Linked DNA regions of Sus scrofa: region 1 is linked to region 2. A link is a contact called in public promoter capture Hi-C data. All regions are on one chromosome and are shown on one strand. Each heading gives the region's core, a stretch centred on a gene start, on an enhancer-like site or on the middle of the called end of the contact. The rest is flanking DNA. Distances are from core to core; before and after follow the strand shown. Region 1 holds the start of SMARCE1 (SWI/SNF-related matrix-associated actin-dependent regulator of chromatin subfamily E member 1). Region 2 holds the start of EIF1 (eukaryotic translation initiation factor 1).

Region 1 (6,798 bases), core at 3,061-5,560, 810 kb before region 2:
ATGGTGGTGGTGGTAGAAGAAATGGAAAAAAAAGGAAGGAGGATAACTCGTTTAATATCCATCCTGCTGGATGTCCTAACCCCTAGTCTTCTGTATTTTATGTGTAAATGTGAAATTATAATGGTAAAGAAGTATGACTAAAGAAAGATAAAAATATTCCCTTCTACACTTAAGAAGTCATAGGGTTCGTTTCTGAGCTATTTTTATTATCTCAAAAAAATCAAGTTTGTCTTCAAGATATTAAACACCGTCAGAGGTAGTGTCTGTGTCAAAATGACACCTTCAAAGGCTGCATAAAAAATGCTATTCACTGTTCAACATTATGAGGCAATAACGTAAGAAAATTAAATTAGGGAACTAAAAAAAAAAAAAAAATTGAAACTAAAACATTACAATAATACCATTTCCAAAAATGAAGTACGTGGTTAGCTCTTTGAGGTCAGGAATCTCAATTGTTCAAGTCCACCTGTATAGCCACTAGCAGAGTGCCAAGGAGATGGTCATAAGAAATGTTCTTTGATTTAGGAAAGAAAACAAACCAAACACAGGACTTTAAAATCTACTGGAAGTACCTTTAGAGACTGCATGTTATATAAATTGAGCTGGGAACGTGTGATACAGCATCTTTTTTTAAAAGCATCTTACTAAGGAAAAACAAATTGCTGGCAAACAACAAAACATACAGCTGAGGGTTAGTAAATAAAAGTTTATCTAGTGGAGAAAACAAAATTACACAAGGGTCTAATTAGTAAACTAGCCTGAACTTTAAGGGTAGGGGGTGTGGAAGAAGGGCTAACAGCTTTAGTTAAAGAACTACTTTTGTAGGATATGGTCAGTGTTAACAGTGTTTTGTTTCTGTTTTTAAACAGCAAGGAATCCATTTCAGGAAGGCCTGAATAGTTACTGTTAAATCTGTTTTGTGGACAATTATTTTACATGCTGACCAAGCTGGGTCAGAGCTTGCTGGGTGAAAAAACTAGTTCACAACTATTATTGAGACACTTTGAAACACCAATTCTCAAACCAATAAAATATTGTTTATGGAGTAAAATTCAATAGCAGGATCTGACCCACAGATAATGAAATCCTCACTTGAACAGCTTGAAAATAAAGATTTACAGTAAGTGTTATTAGAGAAGTTTTGTTTGATTTAACATGAAAATTATATATTGACAAGGAGAGAAAAATGTAACCAATTGAAGGTTAGGTTTAGAAATAATGAATGCCAGAATGAGCATTCATTTCATATTAACTTTCAAGACTCTTAAGAGATTAATAAGAAAGAAGTGCTAAACTTGTCACCTATTCCCAATTAAAAAAAGAACTGAGCATAGGAGGTTGGCATTTCAGCAGTATGTTTCTTTAAACATTGGGGCTGGTTCGAGGTAAGATGCAGAGTTATTCTATTTAATAGGAAGCGCTGTTTTTTTTTTTTTAGCTGAATTTTTCATCCTGTTGCTGTGATGACTGAGTGACTGTCACTGGAAGACATCTGGGTTTTTGTATCAAGGCCAGACTTGGCTATTACATTAACAAGAAAATTAAAACTTACTGTTGCAGGAGCTGGGGTGGGAGGTGGGGCATAAGATGGTCTTTCTGTTTGAAAGAAAATAAATAACTTCTTGTAAACAACTGAGATATAATACTATGCAACAAAACTACCAATGGTCCTGTTTTGAAGAAAAAAAATGAGAGTATTTTGGAATTCCCATTTGCTAGGGCATTAGTCTCTTATTAATATAGATTGATAAATATAAAAAATGAAACTTACTTGACATTTTGGAAGATTAAGTTCTCAGTTCCTTAAGAATGAATCTGAGACACTAAAATAAAAAAAAGAAAAAAAAAGAAAAAAAAAGATAATCAAAACTCGGTAAGCAGAAGAGAGAATTTTTCCCTAAAGAAAAGGGTAGTTTAATTGGTATTTCTTAGTAAAATTACATTATCTTCTAGTAATCAAGCTTTTTAAAATTTTTACTAGCCTTTAGGTCATTTGGTTGATCAGAATTAAATGACTAAAACAAATTACTGGGGATATTAAAAAGTAATATTAGGCATGTACTCAAAAGGTTTTGTTTTTTTTTTTTTGGGATACCGAGCCACCTCTTGTATTGAAAACAATTTGCCGATGCCATGGCAATACTTAACCAGATTGATAAAAATATAGTGACAATAGAATGTGATGTATTATCGGGGCCTACCTCAACAAGGCCTACCAGATCAGCCGCAGCTCTGCCTTCCTTTTGGGACAACAACTTCTATTAAAATGGAGCCATATTTTATTCCGGGAGGCAGTGCAAAAGGCAATTGGTGTGGTCATGAACTTTACATTCTCTTACGGTGATAAATAGCTTTATAACTGCTGGGAATACATTTTGAGAGTCTCCCTGAAAAAACTCTTTATTAAACCTTTCAGCCCGTTTCAAAATGTAGCTTCCTCAATGGAGCTTTCCTGACAAATCACTCGTGCAGAATGAATTGCTTCCTCATCTGCACTCCTACCCAATTTACACAGCTCTATGGTATCCTATTAAACCTGTTCACACGGCTAGACTGGAAACAGGGACCATCGAATTCATTATTGTAGTCCCAGGACCCGCCTCAATCCTTGAGGAATTTTGTCTTGGTATTACCAGCCCACTGCGTGACCGTGCACACACGAGCATCTTCCTTACCTCAAAACATATCACACACGGTGCCTACAAAGACATGTCATTTTTTTTTTTTTAAAGGCAAACAACTTGTATGGCTATTGGAGTACTTTCATCCAACATTATGTGAAACAAACATGATTTTAGTTTTTTGCTTCTATTTTGCATTTGAAGGGAATTCCTGAAGCATTATGAATAAGAGGCATGGTGTGGAAAAAAAAAAAAAAAAAAAAAAAGGTGTTTCTCAATGGCCCGACCTGGGAATCTCCCTCTCTCCTTAAGGAACAGGCAGGAAACTACTGAGTCAGGTGCAGATTTCCTCCCTGCTCACTTTCAGGTAGGCTGTCAACGTCCAGTAGGCCTTGCTGTGGGGAGCCCTGACAATAACTGCCACAGACTCCCTGGTACATCACACTTGATTGTTAATACTTTAAAATTACTGATCTCCTTTGCTAGACTCTAAACTCCATGAGTGAACTTGTACATTTGTCCACCACCGGATCCATCCCTGGATCCGGCGCCTGGCATAAAACCCTAGATAAATATTTGAATACCTTACACCGGGACAGGCTTATTACTTACACCATCTGGTTTCACAGTCACAACTACCAACGAGATGTGTGTATTCCCATTTTACAGAGGAAAAAAAGGGAGTCTCAGCGAGTTTAAGTAACCTGTCCAAAAACACACCGCCAAAAAGCGCCAGAGTTGGGTTTCAAACCCAGGCCAGTCTGTTTCCGAACCACATCGTGAGTCCTCAGCTCGCTGCCTGAAGCAAGGGGAAACAACCTTCCTGGGGGTGAGGAGCACGGGCTTGGCTTGCCCCAAGGGCTTCCTCTGAGGTCGTATCCTTTAGGTTTGTTGTGAAGGATGCACTTGAGCAGCAACTCTACTAAAGAGGAGTGGGCAGGGGTGCTTTGATCAATTTCGCGGGGTTAGTGGAAGGGGCGCATCTGGCCGCTAAGAAGGAGCCCCAGATGGGACTGCTTCCCCACCCTCGCTCCGCTAGGCCTCGGAGAGGCCGCAACTGGCCCCTGGCTCCGGCCCCGCGGCCGAGCCTGAACCCCAGCAACCCCGGGGAACTCCGGGTCCGGCCAAGCCAGGACACCACGCCTCGGCACCCTCCCAACCCAGTCCGGCCCAGTCGGGAACACTCACCCGCGGGCAGAAAAAGCGCCCGCAGCTCCGGCCTCGCTTCCCTTTGTCCCGCGCACGCCCCGCCCCTCGCGTCCGGAGCTTCCGCACTCGCACTTTCAACACTCTTCTGAATTCCTTTCCAAGCCCCACCAGACTCTCTTTAGAAAAATAAACCTTCTCGAGGGGGCGCGGTGGTGCTTAGTACAGTCAAGGATTTTTTTCAGGCTCCATGTGTTCCTCAAAACTCCCCGAATTTGGGCATTTGCCAGCCGGCGCCGATTCGTCACGGCGGAGAGGGCGGAGGTGGCCCGACCGCGGGGCAGGCCCGGACCCCGGGCGGTGAGGAGCTGGAGCGGCAACCGGTGACGCGGCGGGAGGTGCGAGGCTGCGCCGAGGGGAGGTGGGAGCGCGGCCTCGGCTTCCCCGCGCGGGGCCGGAAGGCGGCGGGAAGCGCGCCCGGCCGCGAGCCCCGGAACCACTGTGGCCGCGCGGGCCGCGCGCCACCCGGGCGAGGCTGGGGCTGCGCACGCTCCCGCCTCCGCGGGCTTTTTTTTTTCTTTTCTTTTTTTTCTTTCTTTCTTCCGGTCTTCGTTCCTGTTTCTGTGGGAGCCGGAGTGTATACGTCAACAAGTCGGGGATGGAGGCGTGGAGCGCCCGGTTCGCCGAGTTTGCGTTGTCCCGCGCGCCTCCCAGGGCTGCCTGCCTTAAAGGCCGGGCAGGAGCTTGGCGAAAGCACCGTGGCACTTTTCTAGGTCTCCCAAGCGCGAGCCTGGTGTGACTGGCACAGGTTTCTGATCCAAGGCCCGGAAATGTTAATCCTCTTGCCCCAGGTTGTGTACCCTTGCAGCTCTTGGCAAGGGTCCCTGTCCCAAGGCGCCTTGGCTCATTCGGTTCCCTCCCCTGGGAACGATGGTTTTCACTTTTTAGCTTAAATGCAAGTGACCTTCTGGATCCAGCTCAAATTCTGTTTGTGATGCCCTTCGGAAGCTCTCTTCTCCACCCTTAATCCTTCCTCTAACTCCCAAGGTTCTTTGGTAGCATTATTATAGACTTTACCTGATACATTGTATCAGACCGTCTTTGTCATCTTCCGTTTAACAGGAGAGCCTCCAAAGCAAAGGTTCAGTCTTGATCATCTTGGCATCGCCAGTACCCAGGAGGAGCTTGACTCATTGTCAGATGATCAGTAAACACGTTATGGAGGCAGATTCTGGCCTAGACCAGGGCTCTTTCTACTAAATCATAAATAAGTTGGTTTACTGAATGGATAGTAGCCTTTCCTTGGATATATAAACACTTGGCCGATGTTGCAGGCCACAGTGGAGGGAGAAGGATCTGAAATTACCCGAAAACACTGTTGACGTTTAGAGTGACTGCGTGAATTCCTCTGCTACCCTTAGCCGCCATCCGCCATCCTGAGTGTGCCATCAGAGACTAGGGCAACTCTAGAAGTCTGCCAAGCCAGAGAACGAGTGACTCTCTGTCTAGTTCTTCCACCTCCAATATTTTTATACTCATGATTAGAGATGAGTGAAATTGAAAAGCATATTGAAGGGAAAGACTGAAAAAGAAATCATCAAAGGATGACGGGCAGCCTGAGTGGTGCTTGTGGTAATGTACACGAAGTTGCTTTTTTAAAATATAAAGGCATTGGAGTTCCCTGGTGGCCTAGTGGTTAAGGACCTGGCATTGTCACCCAGAAAGCTTTGCACACCACAGGCACAGCAAAAGGAAAAAAAGAAAAAAGAAAAAAAAATACACCCTCCCCCCACACACATACATATGTATTCATTCCTGGGTGCTAGGAACAAAGCATGCTAGTGGGAAATGGGTGGCACAAAGATGGTGGAGAAGGGAAGAAGGGGATCTCAGAGGAGCAGTGACATCGATATCTTTCTCACCTGGTCTGTAATCAGATGTCACTTTCTCAGATTTTTCCTGACCTATTTAAAATTGCAACTCATTGGCCAATCTCCACTCTATTCATGGTCTGTGCTTTGTTTTTTTCTACAGTGGTTATCACCACCCAACATAGCCATTATGTGTTTATTTTGTTGTCTTTTTCTTCCCATCAGAATGAAAGCTCCTTGAGAGTGGGGACTTTTGACACCTAGATGCTCAACATTTGTGGGGAGATACTTGAGTGGCTATCTCATTTTCTTCTCTTTCGTCTTTCTCCAAAGATTTGCAAAATTAAGAAAGGAAGTATATAGACAAACTATTACAGAGAAAGCCCTAGAAATTAAGACCAAAGAGTGAAATATCAGAGTTCCCATTGTGACTCAGTGGAAATGAACCCAGCTAGTATCCATGAGGATGTGGGTTCGATCCCTGGCCTCATTCAGTGGGTTAAGGATCTGGTGTGGTATAGGTTGCAGACGTGGCTTGGATCCCATGTTGCTGTGGCTGGCAGCTATACCTCTGATTTGGCCCCGTGCCTGGGAATTTCCATATGCTGCCAGTGTGGCCCTAAAACAAACAAACAAAAAACAAACAGTGAAATATCCAGCAGGATGGACTCTACTTACACTGAGTTGCTGTTTTTTTCCCCCCAGGCAAACATGGGGACATAGGACCTTGTGTGTACAGGGATATTTATGGGGACCACAGGACAGACTTTTGGAATGGTGATTATTCCTGGAAAATATGGGGTGCATCATTAATATGACTGTTTACGCTGCATGTAACTGTAAAGTTGAGAGCCCTTGCAGGTGCCTAATGGTAAACCCCAGAGATAGTCTTAGGACCAAGTAGTTTAATTTTCTTTCTGGCAGCAAAATCCAGAAACTTGGCCTGCTTTCCTCTCTGATGCTGTTCAAACTTCCTTAAGGGTCGTCTTCTTTCCAACCAGGGAAGCCAGAGCTACTAAGTGATTAAGCTGGGACTGAAACCCAAATGTCTTTGATTTCTTTCCATAGTGCTATGGGGAGAAGCTGGGAGGGAGACATTTGGGGGCAAAAGAGAACCATGTCTGGGAAGGAAGAAGAGGAGAGCATGGGAGACAACAAGG
Region 2 (6,878 bases), core at 25-2,524:
CAAGTATACCCAGCGTTTCCTCCCTTGGGATTGTCTCATCTTGTCCCAGAGTGGGCTTTTTCCCACCCTCTAAGCATCAGCTGGGATGTCACCTAGTCTGAGGGCTTCTGAAGCCTCTGTCACTCTCACGTCACCTTATTCTTTCTTGGCACCTATTATGATCTTGTCATTTTATTGTCTCTCTCTCCCTCTCACCAGATTCCAAAAGGACATAAACCGGCAGTCCTTCGGGCTGACACAGTTTTTTGTTTAGTTTCCCCAGTGTTTTTCCAAAAATTCAATTTACTGGCAATATTTTAAAAATTAAGAGATTTTACATACATCTGGATTTCCAGGTTCTCTTGAAAAAGAAGACCTAGCACAATGCACTGGAGGTTTGTGGCCGCTGCAGCCTCTGCCCCCACCCCCACCCCATTACATCACACTAGGGTGTCTGCACTCCTTTATCTTACCTGCCAGGCCTCTGGAGCCTAAAAACCATGTACCCTGCAACTAAGAGCATTTCAATTCATAAACTCAAAGTGCAAGAAAGGTTGATGTTTTAAAGGAAATAGTTCAACTAGTCTCTGGGAAGGCTCTACCCCACACAATTTGTATAAAAAAAAAAAAAAATGACCCCCTTCTGATGCATGAATTCTTGGCTCCACAAACAGCATTACTCTCCCTTGAACTCGTACTGATGACCTAGGTATTCTTTCCTTAAATTATCTAAAGTAATATAATTTTTAAAGTAGATTATCCATTTTTAGATTGGATTCATCTAAATGATGAGGTTAAAGTTTGGGTTAAACTATTGTACGTTGATTAAATAAAAGTGTCGCCCTCTCTGTAAAGGAGTGAATCTGCAAAGTAGGAAGTAAGTGGGTAGTTGGGTGAATATGAGATAGTGAGAATCTGTCGTGTTTAGTAGGATCAGCACGTAAAGTCCCTCTAAGGAGTGCGAAACACTCCAAGTAAAGGCATTTTCCTGCAACAGTGTCAAGAAAGTGGAACGCGGGGAACACTGCGCAGGCGCGCTCGAAATCGCTTGCCAGTTTTCTGCGCAGCCTCGACAACGTCCTCGAGAGTTGCGCAGGCGCCTAGACCGACCAACTTTTCCCTCCCCCTCCCAACTCTCCCACACAGTTTCTGCGCAAACGCGGTCCCGCGTCCCCGCCCCAGGACCAATCGGAAACGGTGGCGCCCGGGCGTAGAGGGCGCGGCGCCGTGGGTGGGGCCGAGACGTGAGGGCAGCGCGCTGGCGTCATAGGGGCGGCTATATAAGTGAATACAGGCACCGCCCCTCCGCCCCAGTCACTGAGCCGCCGCCGAGGACTCAGCAACCTCCCCCTTGAGCCCCCTCGCTTCCCGACGCTCCGTCCCCCCTGCCCGCCTTCTCCCGCCGCCGCCGCCGCCTTCCGCAGGCCGTTTCCACCGAGGAAAAGGAATCGTATCGTATGTCCGCTATCCAGAACCTCCACTCTTTCGGTAAGTCCTGGAAAGGTCCCAGGGGGAGGAAGGCCCGGGTAGGGCAGCGGGGCGCTCCGGGCCCGCAGGCAGGGCCCGAAAAGCGGCTAAGGGTTCCGGGCTTTTGTGAACTTAGGCGGAGGGAAGATGTCCGGGCTCGCGGACGACTAGGCCTGGGCGCCTGGGTTGGTTTCTGCGCGCGACCGGAAGGAGCGGGTGGGAGGTCAGCCCTTGGGCGGGCCCGCCGTCTCGGGTGGCGCATTTACTAATGGCTCCCGGGCCACCTCTGGCCACACCTGCCCCTCCCTCCACGTCTGCGTCACGTCCGTTACGTCACCGCCGTTGTCACTGAGCGGGGAGGGAGAGGCGGCGCCAGCCCTAAGTGACAAACGTGGGCTCCAATGGGGCGGGAAGTGTGGCCCCGCCTCGGAGCTCGGGTTCCGGCCGGTTGCATCAGCCGGGTGGGGCGCTGCCGGCCAGCCTAGGCTTCACTGACACGTGATCGGCTCCCAAGGGCGGGCCTGGGGCAAGAGGCCCAGGCTTTCTCGGGCTGGGAAAGGCAGCCGTCCCGGATTGACCTGTTCGGGAAGAGCCAACAAAGGACTTATCTGATCTGACTAAGCCGTGACGATTTCAGTATCAAGTTCTGCACCGGGCAAGACATCCCGTGGGAGGGTGGCAGTGGCCTCCCAGCACAACTCTCTTAACGAGCTTGACCTTTCTGCCCAGACCCCTTTGCTGATGCAAGTAAGGGTGATGATCTGCTTCCTGCTGGCACTGAGGATTATATCCATATAAGAATTCAACAGAGAAACGGCAGGAAGACCCTTACTACTGTCCAAGGGATCGCTGATGATTACGATAAAAAGAAACTAGTGAAGGCGTTTAAGAAGGTAGGCTTTTAAAAGAGAAGTTGCGAAAATGGTATTTAATATGCCTACGGGGGGTGCTGTATTGTTACTTCCTGGAAAGGGTATTCGTGCCTTCAAGCTGTTGCTTGGCCTAATGTGTTTTGGCTGTGTTGTCCTTGCAGAAATTTGCCTGCAATGGCACTGTAATTGAGCATCCAGAATATGGAGAAGTAATTCAGCTACAGGGTGACCAGCGCAAGAACATATGCCAGTTCCTTGTAGAGGTGAGTTCAGTCACTTCCTGTTAGTACGTTTTGTGCCTCTGCCCTGGCTAACTAATCTCAGGTCCTGCCTGGTAACTTTCTGCTGGGGATGTAGAAATTTGTTTCGTAAGGCTAAGCCAAACAGCAGTTGAGTTTTGAAATTCAGAGACGGTGTGTTTAGGAAAACACATCTGTCTGCCTTCGGTTTACTGTTTGCATGGAGCTACTTGGAGGGTGCAATTTAAAATTACAGCTACTAAAGCAGGCTGTCTAGTTGACTGCTCATAAGTACTCAAGTCCTATTAAATCATTGGTTACCTGAGTTGAAAGTATAGCTCTGGGACTGCTCTTGCGTGGTATAGAAGCAGGAAGACAGGATTGTTGTCCTCAGAAATGGAGGCCTTTAACTGTATCCCATCTTTAAAATTGCCCTTTTTTCTTTGCAGATTGGACTGGCTAAGGACGACCAGCTGAAGGTTCATGGGTTTTAAGTGCTTTTGGCTCACTGAAGCTTAAGTGAGGATTTCCTTGCAATGAGTAGAATTTCCCTTCTGTCCCTTGTCACAAGTTTAAAAACCTCACAGCTTGTATAATGTAACCATTTGGGGTCTGCTTTTAACTTGGACTAGTGTAACTCCTTCATGCAATAAACTGAAAAGAGCCATGCTGTCTAGTCTTGAAGTCCCTCATTTAAACAGAGGTCAAGCAGTAGGCACCTGGCAGTGTCCCGCCTGAAACAAAGCAATAAGGTGATGTTTCAGCCAAGTCCAGAGCCCCAAGATCACAGATGGCTATGTCTGGCCAGAAGCTCCTCAGCGATCCCTCTCCAGAGTTTCCTGCCCTAAGAGAATGTCACCACCTGAACAGCCCTCGGTGAAGCTGAGTGGAGGATGGGGTAAGGCAACTGTACTGCTAGAGGGAGCCTGTGGCCATCAGGGAAAGATCCCCTGGAGTCTCCAGCGTGACCAGGTGGGCAGAGCTTAGAGCAGAGGTGATAGGACACCTGGCTTGCCACCAAGGTCTTTTTGACCAGACATATCCTAGTTAATGGATGTCCAAATAGAAGGTGAGGCCAGCCTACTATCAGAGTTAAACTTTTGACAAGGGAACAAGTTACAAACCAATGTATCCTTTCATGTAGCTGTAGAGCTTGCAACTTTCTAGCAACAGCTGCCCAATGCCATGTGAAGTAACAAACTGGTTTTTGGTGTTGTTGGTTTTTTTCCCCCTTCAGTTTTAATGTTATGTAATGTATTTAAACCCTTATTTAAATAAAACTTGTTTTCAGAAACATGTGACTTGGCAGATTCTGTTTAATATATAGTCAATCCGATAAACGTGGAGGAACCACAGAAATGGCAGTAGAGGGTACAGTCTGTGCCTGCAACTCCTCCACAGGGCCCTAAGCCTCTTAGGCAAGAAAACTCCAGGGAGCTTGTTCCTCCAGATGACCACATGTTAACTGCGTGGTTAAGAATTCCGCCAGAGCTGTGTCATCCCATTAGTGTCCTGAAGGGAGGTGCTGCTTAGCTGGCAAGCCTGCTGTCTTGAGTTTCATGGTTGCGGAGGAATTTTCCCTTGTGAGACTCAGTAACAAGGTCTTAAGGGCTGCGGCAAAAGGTTTAAGTGTTGGGCTTGATCTAATCTGGCAGACCCCTAAAAAAACTGAAACAAAAGTGTCTTCGAGAAAAAATTTTGAGTTGAAGCATTTGCAAAGCCAAAACTTCACGTTGGGAGTCCCTTTCTTTACAAAGGATAATGAATGGTGAAGTGTATCAAAGTTCTTAGGGCCACTCTTAAAATTTTGCCAGCATGTGGATTATGAACTGGTCCAAAAATGCAGGTTTCACGCTGTTGAGAATGGCCCTGAGGAATCAACACTTGGCCTCTGTGGTCACCCCCTTGTGTCAAGGTCAACCTCTATTAAAGAGGCCAACCTGGAACCAGTGAGTGTGAAAGAAAGCTGATGGAAATCTGAGCCCATGGTAACTGCCCTAAATATAGAATCTAATATGGGAAGGAGAAACTTGTAACACAAGATCGTGCAAAATTGATTTGGTTAATGAGCAGGAGAACTTAACTTGGCTCCAAGCGTGGTGGCATTGTTCAAAGCATTTGGATGGTACTTTCAAAGATAGATTACTTTTGGCTGTGATACGTGGAAAGCCAAAGATTGAAACACCACACCACAGCAGTGTCAACATTGGATCCTTAACCACTAGGCCACCAGAGGTTCCCCAAAAATCAGATATGGAAAACAGGCTTAGAGGAGCTTGTAGAACAACCTAGAGGCCAAACCCAGGGAAGACCACAATCAGAACATGGAATTAAGCAAGATCCCATGCTGTAGGTTGATAGTCTGGTCCTGTGCCTGTGAAAGACCTCTGCTTCTCTGGGATAGTAAGCTAGCAACATCAGTACCGAGCCAGTTTGTGGAACTAACCAAGACAATTTGTGAGCATGATAACAGGAGTTTTAGGAACATCCCAAGCCAGTTGATGTGACTTGGGTGTATCTCAGGATGAAGTAATTTGAAGAAGAAAGCATAACTGCCTCCATTTGGTGGGTGAGAAAAATGTGGAAATTCCCAAGCATGATGGGTGATTGCACGTTGTCTAGAACCCAGGACTCCACTGCTCTTCCCACCAGATGACCTAAATGGTTCATTTTACAGAGCTTGCATGCTTAGTGTATACAGTGGAGTGTGCAGGGAATCATGGGGCTCAAAGAGGCTAGCTAAGCGGACACCCTGTTGTGGGGGTGCTGACCCCAGATAGGAGGGTGAGACCAGCACAGACCTGACCAAGGCAGAGAGGGTCCAAAGCTACCACTGGCTTAGCCAAAGAGCTGTAGGATCTCACGAGGATTGGGAAATCTCCCCCACCCCATCCCGACCCCATAGAGCCAGAAGAGAGCTTTGTGAAAGAGGTGCCATCCCAAGCAGGGCGTTCCGGGCAAAAAGGAGTCAAGACCCTGAGATGGAGGCACCCATTTGCTGGAACAAAGACTCTGCATAGATCAGAAATAGTGCAGTGCTGTCTTCGTGATAGGCCAGGCCAGTGCTAAGCGACTTAATTCATTTCATGGCAGGGACTCAATCCCTTGGTAAACAGATTGAGAGCGGGAACTCGGCCAGCAAGTAGGTGGGGAGAAGAGTGGAGAACGAGGGCTGGGTGGAAGGTTGGTGTGGGATCCAGGCAGGCTGAGCCGTGAGCCATGACTTTGATGTGTGTGTGCAGGAGTCACAGAAGACCGGCTCCCAGCTCTCTGCTCTTTAGTTCCTCTCTCCCACCGCTGGTTTCTTCTCTCTGCCTCCTTCCGTCTCACCCTTCGGTCTCCCTGCCCCCTCTACCCACCCTCTGCCACAGGGACAAAGACAAAACACAGACTGGTCAGCTAAACTACTTTAAAGCCTTGTCAGTTTTTTAATCTATAAATAGGTCAAAGAAACACAGTATTGGGAGAAGACCAAAAAAAGGAGTCCCTTGGTGTCTCAGCAGTTTAAGGATCCTGCATTGTCATGGCTGTGGCTCAGGGTCGCTGCTGTGGCTCAGGTTTGATCCCCCACCAGGGAACTTCTACATGGCACAGGCGCCGGCAGAAAAGAAAGGAGCAAGGGAGAAAAGAAGGACGAAGAAAGAAAGGGAGGGAGGGAAGAAGGAAGGAAGTACATTCAGGAACAAACCTTGGACCAGGATGCGCTGGAGTTGACCCCCCAGACTCCCTTCCTTGTTTACTAGCCTGGGTGGTGCCCCCTTGTGGCATCAGTGTCAAAATACTTTACTGTTCACTTTTCACTATTACTTTGAAATCAAGAACTTCTTGGCGTTCCAGATGTGGCTCAGCAAGTTAAGAACCCGGCTAGTATCCATGAGGATGTGGGTACGATCCCTGGGCCTCACCCAGAGGGTTAAGGATCTGGAGTTGCCACAAGTTGTGGCGTAGTTCATAGATCCAGGTTGCCGTGGCTGCAGTGTAGGCTGCAGCTCTGATTCCACCCCTAGCCTGGGAACATTCATATGCCACAGGTGCAGCCATAAAAAGACTCACAAAAGAATTTCTGATTTTTAACTTCTAAGCAGATATTATTTCAAAGTTAGCGAATAATCTGAGGCATTAGTAATTCCTGACACTCGCTTAAATGCAATGTGAATATTCATAAAATGCACTCTTCTTGGAGGAACCTGTTAAAAATTCAGATTCTGGGCCCCACCCAGGACAATTTGGTTTCTACTGGATATTAGCTGAACAGTGCCCAGGTCCCAACTACTTTTCAAGGGCCTACAAAAAAGTCCAAGAAGGGACATGTGTCATCTGC

Evidence for each region. Promoter capture Hi-C pulls out the DNA fragments that hold promoters and counts their contacts.
Region 1: a contact with region 2 is called in a promoter capture Hi-C map of fetal liver, with 4 times the contacts expected there. The contact joins the promoter of SMARCE1 here to the promoter of EIF1 in region 2. A contact is called at or near these places in 2 of 5 promoter capture datasets (fetal liver and liver) and 1 of 2 datasets of contacts at active chromatin or transcription factors (alveolar macrophages).

Annotation. Positions count from the first base shown.
Region 1 is chr12:21,781,922-21,788,719 of Sscrofa11.1, reverse strand. SMARCE1 (SWI/SNF-related matrix-associated actin-dependent regulator of chromatin subfamily E member 1) reads right to left here and starts at 4,310. Exons shown (of 11, transcript XM_021067015.1): 1 at 3,810-4,310; 2 at 1,772-1,823; 3 at 1,553-1,596. The coding sequence starts at 1,778.
Region 2 is chr12:20,971,471-20,978,348 of Sscrofa11.1, reverse strand. EIF1 (eukaryotic translation initiation factor 1) reads left to right here and starts at 1,274. Exons shown (of 4, transcript XM_003482982.4): 1 at 1,274-1,467; 2 at 2,176-2,339; 3 at 2,480-2,581; 4 at 3,007-3,851. The coding sequence starts at 1,437. The coding sequence ends at 3,051.